Regions from separate parts of the Anas platyrhynchos genome. Here region 1 is linked to region 2. The links are chromatin contacts, called in public Hi-C maps. All regions are on one chromosome and are shown on one strand. Each heading gives the region's core, a stretch centred on a gene start, on an enhancer-like site or on the middle of the called end of the contact. The rest is flanking DNA. Distances are from core to core; before and after follow the strand shown.

The links. A called contact is a pair of places that touch in the nucleus more often than the background predicts.
Region 1: a Hi-C map of F1 follicle shows a contact between it and region 2, with 4 times the contacts expected there. The contact joins two enhancer-like sites. A contact is called at or near these places in 2 of 8 Hi-C or Micro-C datasets (F1 follicle and subcutaneous adipose tissue).

What each region holds. Positions count from the first base shown.
Region 1 is chr1:143,498,377-143,502,474 of IASCAAS_PekinDuck_T2T, reverse strand. No RefSeq gene overlaps it. Among named protein-coding and RNA genes, the nearest start is that of TRNAK-CUU, 12 kb to the left of the region's middle. Within about 2 kb of position 2,129, at least 1 of the 8 cell types and tissues checked has an H3K27ac peak or open chromatin away from gene starts, as enhancers often do. A contact at or near this core is called in F1 follicle, where this site is marked.
Region 2 is chr1:143,158,192-143,162,210 of IASCAAS_PekinDuck_T2T, reverse strand. The region is part of intron 1 of ST6GAL2 (ST6 beta-galactoside alpha-2,6-sialyltransferase 2); the gene reads left to right. Among named protein-coding and RNA genes, the nearest start is that of ST6GAL2, 150 kb to the left of the region's middle. Within about 2 kb of position 2,165, at least 4 of the 8 cell types and tissues checked have an H3K27ac peak or open chromatin away from gene starts, as enhancers often do. A contact at or near this core is called in F1 follicle, where this site is marked.

The DNA.
Region 1 (4,098 bases), core at 880-3,379, 340 kb before region 2:
TCAGAGCTGGCTATGTCAACATCTGGAAGCTAGCTGGGCAGGAAACCTGTCTATAGTCATGCTCAGAGACCTGTGGTCATTTGTAATAGGAGATAGTGGAGGTTTTCTAGCTCATTGTAATTTAATAATTTTAGTTAAATGTTGAAACAACTTTTGTACATCATGAATATACATTTTTTTCACTGAATATACATTATATTTCATTTTGATATGAGACCACATAAAGTGTACTTATATATGATGTATCATATCTATAGCTGTGGAGGCAGTCTAAATTTCAGCATCTGAATATAAGGTGTAAGCTCATGAAGAATAATGAATAATGAAAAAAAAATCCAAAAAAAAAAAAGCCTGAAACACATCTCTCATTCTTTACATTATCTGTTCTTTTGAGGCAAGCCAGGGAATGACAGGTCTGCCTGAGAGAAGAAAGGAAGACAATGGAAAGAATAGGAGTGTTAAACAGTGAAGCCCTTGGGAATGACAAAGCTTCACAGAAAGGAGGCCAGGGAGTGGCTCCAAGTACTCTTGGGGAAGCAGAGATGCAGAAGTTGAAAATGTGAAGCTAATCCATCTAGAAAAAAAATTAATCTGACACACAAGTGTATGCAATGTGAAGGAAAAACTTCTAGTGCAGTAATGTTGAGAGCAAAGAAGTTGTGCAGGTAAGTATTTGCAAAACTATATAGTTTAGAAGTAAAAGGCTAGTGGAGCACGCAGCTGAGTGGAGGGGGAAGGGGAGACTTGAGGTCATATATGAGGTAAGATGGTGAGGAACAACAGTTCTTTTTAGTTAAAATCATTCCAGAGGTAAGAGTGACTTATTTATTGAAAAGGAGAAAGGGAAGGGGAAGTGGAAGCCTAATTGGCTGATGAGGGAGCTTAGCAAAAATACAAATAGCAAATAATTTATGGGTGAAAATGAGGAACAGGTTATTATTTTATATTAAACAATCAAATAATTTAAAAGGAAAAAACAAACACAATCAATATTCTGATGACTTGTTGTGTTTAAAGGGAGAATAGTGAGTCATTCCCCATGGGGAATATAGAAAAAGAGTGAGAAAGCAAAGTAATAATAAAGGAATGGTGTTAGAAAAGCAATTGTCTTAAGCTGTGCTTAAATAAGAAGGGTGTTGTGAAAAGTGTTGAAAGCTTAGGCTTCAAAGGATAAAACTGAAATCAGTGGCCTAGAGCTCTTTAGCCAGATACTCCCTGAATCACTGCAAACCTCTGGGGGTTTAACAGGAATGACAGAAAGGAACAACGTTCACCCTCCATTGGTGAAAGGGGCTGCTTGAGAGGTAAGGGTGACTGTTCCTCTGTGAGTTCTTGCCTTCTGTTTCTCCTCAGTCAGACCTTGACCTTACACACTGAAAGTTCAGAGCCCCTGTTCTAACATGCCATCTCACATTTTGGAAAAGCCTCTTTGGCCCTCAGCCTCTGGCAGTGACCAGCCTTTCCTGTTGCAGAGCAGGTGACCATGTGTTTGTAGGTGAGGATGTGTTGTTGGGTGAGGGCCGTGTGCTCAGAGGTGCTTCCCAGCTGCTACGTACCATTGTGATTGCTGCAGCATCTCCCAGTTTGACCAGCCAAACATATCCTCTTCTGTGGGACCTGAGGAGGCTCTGTCTTGCTTGTTGGAAAAGAATATGCTGGAGAGATCTTTGAAGATCTTCAAAAGCCACCTGGACCTGACCCTGGGCAACCTGCTCTGGGTGGCCCTGCTTGAGCACAGGGTTGGAGTAAAGGAACTTCAGAGGTGCTTTCCAAACTCTGTGAGTCTGTGAGAGGCATGTAGCTAAGCTGGGAAAACACTGATGTGGGCAGTGTGAATCCTTTCTGAAAATAACATACGGCTTCATAGATGACCTACTTACCTGCAGGCAGGAGGGGAAAAAAAGCACACACTTGTCAAAAGAGCTTCATGCCTTGTTCTGTTTTGATAGTATTACAGAACTTCATTTGCTGTTGGGCAATGAAATGCATCCCACAGGAAACAACATCACCTGCCTTTTTTTGGAAGCACCTATACATCTGTAGGGGATGCTGGCAGTAGGAGCAGAGCGGGCAGTGCCCAGCCCAGCCAGCACAAACTGTCCCTCCCTGCTGCTGTCAAGCCAAGCTGTGGCAGGAAAAGAAGTAGCAGGGTTCCACCTGCCGGACAAACAATCAAACCACTTGCTTCTGAAATAGGAACGAAGGTTTCCATCTGCGGTTGTGTGTTTTTACCTGTGCGTGGCAGAGGGAGACTGGAGGCACAGTTCTGACTTGTCCATACCCAACAGTCTCAGCTGTGTGCTAAGGTGTTTTGATTGCTACAATGTCTCCTCTTGCAATGATTTTCTCTTGAAGCTGATAGATTAGTATCAGAGGTTTCTAGATTTCCTAATTAGCTACAGACCTAAAAGCAATCAGCTTAAATCTATGTACTTGTGTAAAGTACACCACCCTGTCTATTCCACTGCTGGCCACTGAAATAAGTAATATTGCTCCTAAGAAACCTTATTCCTTGTGACTAAGAGGTGCTGAAAATTGCAGGACACACGTTTATAATTAAATTAAAAAAATGCTTCCATGTTAGTCAGAGCTTACTCAAAATCCCAGCACGGAAAAATGAGACACAGTGTTTATTACTCAAATATCAAAAAATAAAACAAAACCAAAAACACACCAGAGACTTACCCCTTTTAGAATCTGAAACTTTGAACACTGGTAACAAATTACTGCTTTTTGATCCCCTTTCAAGTGTTGCCTAAAACACCACTGCAATTGGTTGAATGTCTTTCAGTTTCTACCTGATCTGATTTGTGACCTTGCCTGTTGGCACAGTTTAGAAAGCCAAGAAGCACCATTTTGCCTCTTTGTGGTTTTATCTCAAGTTGTGTTCGTTGCCTTTGGACATCCTGGGGTAGATATTGCCTCATCACTGAAAGTTGGAGCTGCTTCAAGCCCTGTTACAATTCTGGCAATTCCAGCTACAGGAATTTTTCACTATGTTGGGGTTCTTTTGAGAGAAAGAGAAGCTAAGCATATACATATATAAAACTTTATTTAGAAACATATTATGTATACATAATGCATACATTATATTGCAGTTAATGACTTTATTTCCATAGATTTTTCACCCAGTTTCTTGCCTCCTTTGGAATATTGAATTGGACAAAGGGTAGAAGATATTGGAAATGGTGCACAGACTGCTAGAAAGTCATTGATTTCCTTTTTCTCTACAACATCACTTTACACAACACACCTGTCAGCAGAACACACCAGCAACACCAATTAGTAAGCATGTTTCCACCAAACGTTGTGCATGTCAGGAATACACAGAGCACTAAAAAGAGAAAAAAAAAATCACAAATGCTGGCAGATGAGTCTTCTGCTTTTATAATACCATAACAGCACCAGAAGAAAAAAATCAATACTGATCTGTGGAATGCAAATCTGCAGAAGTCAAGGATGCCTGCAGTTAGAGTATGTAAACAGTATCTAGTTCTGTGGCAGAACTGATTAGAAGCACCACTTGTCCTTGAAAGAGCCAGATAACATATTTTAAAATCAATCTGTATCTGAATAAATGTACAATTGAAAGGCTCATCAAATCTCCAAGCTTAAATGGGTTCTTGTTACAGGTTAACCATGATGTAAAAGTAGTATTAGACTTCCCTCATTGCCCTCTTGAGACTCACTTTCTCACCTGCTATATATCAATCACACACTTGAGCGGGGAGAGAGATGCCACCTTCTGGAACCAGTTAAGTGTTCCCTCTTGATTTCAGATTTATTATCTCGGCAAAATACTGCAATTCTGTAGGATGCAAAGATAAAACCAAACCTTCTCTGCACAGGACTGCCAGGATATGATTGACAGGCATGCTCATTAGACTAAACAACTGGCAACTCAGTGCATGAAGGAAGGACCATTCCAAAATGCAAATTTGGAGCTCCCATCAGCTGGAGATCTGCAAGTCAAGTTGTTGCTTTTCTGCTCCAGCAAGAATATTAGCTAAGTACAAGAAGCCAGATCATGACATTGTGAAAAGAAAAGAATATGGACCTGAAGATTATACCGAGCATCTTCAGGTAGTGGTGGAAGAA
Region 2 (4,019 bases), core at 916-3,415:
CAAACAAGAACCTGAGACTCTGCTTTTTAAATGCCCTGACTTGGGATGCTTGCCTTGCATTAAAAAAAATGATTCAGGTTAGCAATGCCATCATTTTTGTACCTCCCAAGGAATCTTCCTTAAGTAGAAGATAAGTAGATAAGAAAAAGACACTGAGTGATACTGAAGAGAAAAAAATATCCTACTTCAGATCATTGAATCACTTGGATGTTTCTTTGCAGCAAGTTAAGAAAACATCTTCTGAAACAAGTAATAGAGAATGCAGCCTGACTCCTCTGAAAATAACGTTGAAGAAAGTAGCCAGATTTATCAGGACTAACAAGGAAGTTGTCCAAAAGAGATTCATTAATTAGGAGGCCTCATCACAGCCAATAAGACAAGTGCCCAGGCCATCAAGTGACTAATATACATCTTTTGGCAGTCACCGCTCCCCACAGGCTTGCCTGTCTGTTGCTGCCTACTGTACAGCTTGCGCCACAGAAATGATGTGATAATGCTAAAAACCAATTTGGCACTTCCCACACAAGGGGATGAGTGTGCTTCCCCACCCTGGAAATGCAGCCTCCAGCTGTCTTGCCCTATGCCAGAGGTTTCTTAATACCCTGGAATTAGCTGACTAAGAGATGAGGCAGACTAAAGGAGCATTTGCTATCTGTTCAGGCTGCCTAAGCTTTCCATCAAATAAACCCCAGTCTGATTCTCAGCCCTCTGGGAAGGGTTGCCCACAGCTAACATTTGCTACCCCAAATAACCCCGAGGTGACCTTCTCACTGCAAAGCTGCAGCCAAGAAAAACCCTGTTTAACATAACAGTGCACAGCTTAGAACATCAACTTGAACCCTTCTGACCTCTGAGCCGTTGGGGTCTATACAAATTAATTTAACAATAGACAGTGTTGAAAGGGAGGAATGTTTCAAAGGAATAATAATAATTAAAAAAAAAAAAAATCTCCCTCATCCATCTCTTCTCATTTAAGAAATAGTCAGGAGGCCTACTTCAGAAAAATTAGAAGTGCTCCTTGTTGCCAAACAATAGGCTGTACACAGGGAGGGGGTATCTTGCATCTTAGTGTGGTGAAATAAAATTTCCCATCAGTGGGTGCTGCTTTTGGAAAATCGGCCTTTAATTTCCAATGGAGAGTTGATTTTTTTTCCTGGGATACTTTGAAGATACCCTTGGGGTTTGCCTTTATTTTCCATAGATGATTTTAGTACTTCTGTTAAGCAAACACGTAAGTCTCTCCTCTCTTACCACTGTGCTGATTTGTGCCTTGCCTCATGCTTTCCGTAGCTTATGTGCAAGCAGCCTGAAACATCTCTAACCATATTGCAGCTGGGGCTTAAACTAGCTGATGATTGAAAGAGGCCAGCAGAAAGGAGATTTGTAATGAAGTCTTTAGATGCTGGGGCAAAAGATGCTTTTTAATGTGTTTTATTGCTTCTGCTGAATGGGAAACTGGGTTGGGTTAAGTCTTGGGGTTTTTCCCCCAGTTCAGGCTTGCACCTCTGGTCTTCTTTAGGTTGAACTTTGACTTCAGCATTGTCATTGTTGGTAAGCAGGGAGGATTACTGAGGCAGGGGTGTTGAAGTTGGAGACAAGAAACAACACGAACAATAATTTTAAAATTTCTGTATAGATTTGCTTTGACAGCTTGAAAGCTGTATGATGAGCACAGATGAGAGAGATGGAGGTTTATTCCTGAAAGATCCAGTGGACTTCAGTAATTGCATTCACGAAACCACCTGTTTTTCTTCAGTCAGCCAGTGCCACTCATTACGATTGTCATTTCTGGTTTCCTACACAAACACATTTCTATTTGCAGCGGAGATCCAGTGCCTTCGTGAACACACACCCCAGGTGATGCTGGGGGAGACCCCTGCTGAGTAGCAGAGGGGTCTGCTGCCGGCGGGAGGGGGGAGTGTGAGGAGGGGCTGCCCTCTCCTTCCAGACATTGCCAAAAGCAGCCACGGTGAGGTGTGAGAAGCCGCAGAGGCTGGGGAGGGGGGGGAGCTGACTTGATGTTTTGTGCAGAGGGAGATAAGATAAACTGATATTTCTTTGGGCTTACTGCAGCTTTCCACTCACAGCCTTCAAGATCCTATGAGGTTGTAGGGGTCCTCTTGCAACTAATACAGTAATGACCTTGAATTCGCTTCCAGCTCAGCTGTACTGCTGGAGGACAAGGCTTTTCTTGTGAGCAAAAAAACATTAAAGCAGCACAGAGATTTGCCTGCATAGCTCCGGTCTTCAAGAGATTTGAGTATCCTTTTTGAGGCCCCACTTGCAACAAGGGATTGTAGATAAGCTCCTGCGGTAGTTAATGGGTAAAGTTTTTCTGATTTATTCTCACTGGTGTCGCTCCTTTTACTTGCAGCATTGGCAAATATACTGGTGTATGCTGATATTTTATTTTATGTAGATAATTTTTCGCTGAATGATAAAGGTAATCCTGTACTTGCTCACATGTGCATGCCAACTGATACAAATGTTCTGTATGACTCTCTAAGTGTTTGGGGAAAAAAATTATTTGCCTTGATTGAAAAATAATTAATAATGAAACTCATTCCTTTTTCAGATTGCAACCTGAATGTCAAATTTAGGAGTCCAGACTAATTCTTCATGCTGAGGCAGTCTGCTACACCAAGCACACGTTATCGCAGACAATTAGAAACTTTCATATTTGTATACCTGAATTAAGACTAAACCCTTTCTGTTTCTTGTAAATTCCTAGTGATAAGATAAAACAAAACACAGACAACTGGAGAAAAACATGTGATTTTGATATGGGTTATGTTTAAATTATGGTTAGACTTATTGCCTGAGTTGGTGGAAAATATTAGGGACTTCTTCCTTTATAGCTTCTACTTCCTGCAAGCTTGTCTTTTTAAAAAAGATTCTGAAAGATGCTTCCTTTGCTGATCCTCTAAGAAATGTATATTCAGCAGGAGAAACATCTGACTGAGCAAAGACTAACTTACACAGTGGTTTGGAAGCCACGTGCTGAAAAGTGCTGGGGAAACACAGCAGGGAAAATGATAAAAAGGGATGAAAGCAGTTCAGACAGGCGAAGAATGCTGCTTTAAAAATGCAAAACATCTGAACGCTGATGAGTGGGCAGGTTGCAATAACTTGAGGGCAGACCTAAGTTGCACAACAGTCATATACTGAAAGTAGACTCCCACAAGACATAGCCTGTAGTGATTTAAAATTGGAAGTGGAGGGGGGGGAAGCGTTGAGGTACTGCAGGGAACAATCTTGCAGCAGCAGAATGCAACTGGGAAATGGGTCACTTGGAGTAATAGCTTTTTCTTTCCTTGTGGTTTGTGTGAGCTGAGCCAAACATGTGAGGAGCACAGTGTTATTGTACTCATGAATTTTATTGTATTTTTTTTTTGATATATTAGAAATTAAGTTTGTTCACCCAGTTGCGACACTGAATCTTCTCTCTATCTGTACAATGCCTTCAGTCCTAAAGTTAGCTTTATTTATTTATTTATTGTTCTAGGCTTTGCTTAGAGTATTAAAATAGCCCATGTTTAGAAATGTGATTCTGTGGCCTCGCATTCCAGGGGGGTCAGCAGAATCGCTTGTCTGAAGTATCTTTGCTCATAGCACCTACGGTTTGTTCTCGCCTCTGTGTTGTGGTAGGCGATCTTTTCATCTGTGCTGGAACAACTGTGTGTGTGTCACTAGGCTGAAATGGATAAAGGGACTGACCCAGTTTAAAAAATAAAAAAAGCAACCTTTAATACACATTCCTCCACATCCCTACCCCTGTGGTATCAGTGTATCAGGACGAACGGTCCAGTTTATAATATGCCAGCTCAGTAGACAGATGCTGGTAGATGCAAAGGGCAGGGGTAAGGAGAGTGTCTTGCACCAGTGGTACTGCTGGCTTCCTTTTAATGTGAAAACAGCCTCAGCTGCAGCTTTGTTCTAAGCTTGGCACTCAGCTTTGACATACTCAAATAATAGTGTCTGGCGACTATTTGGTCCCTCCTGACCATCAGGTGTAACTA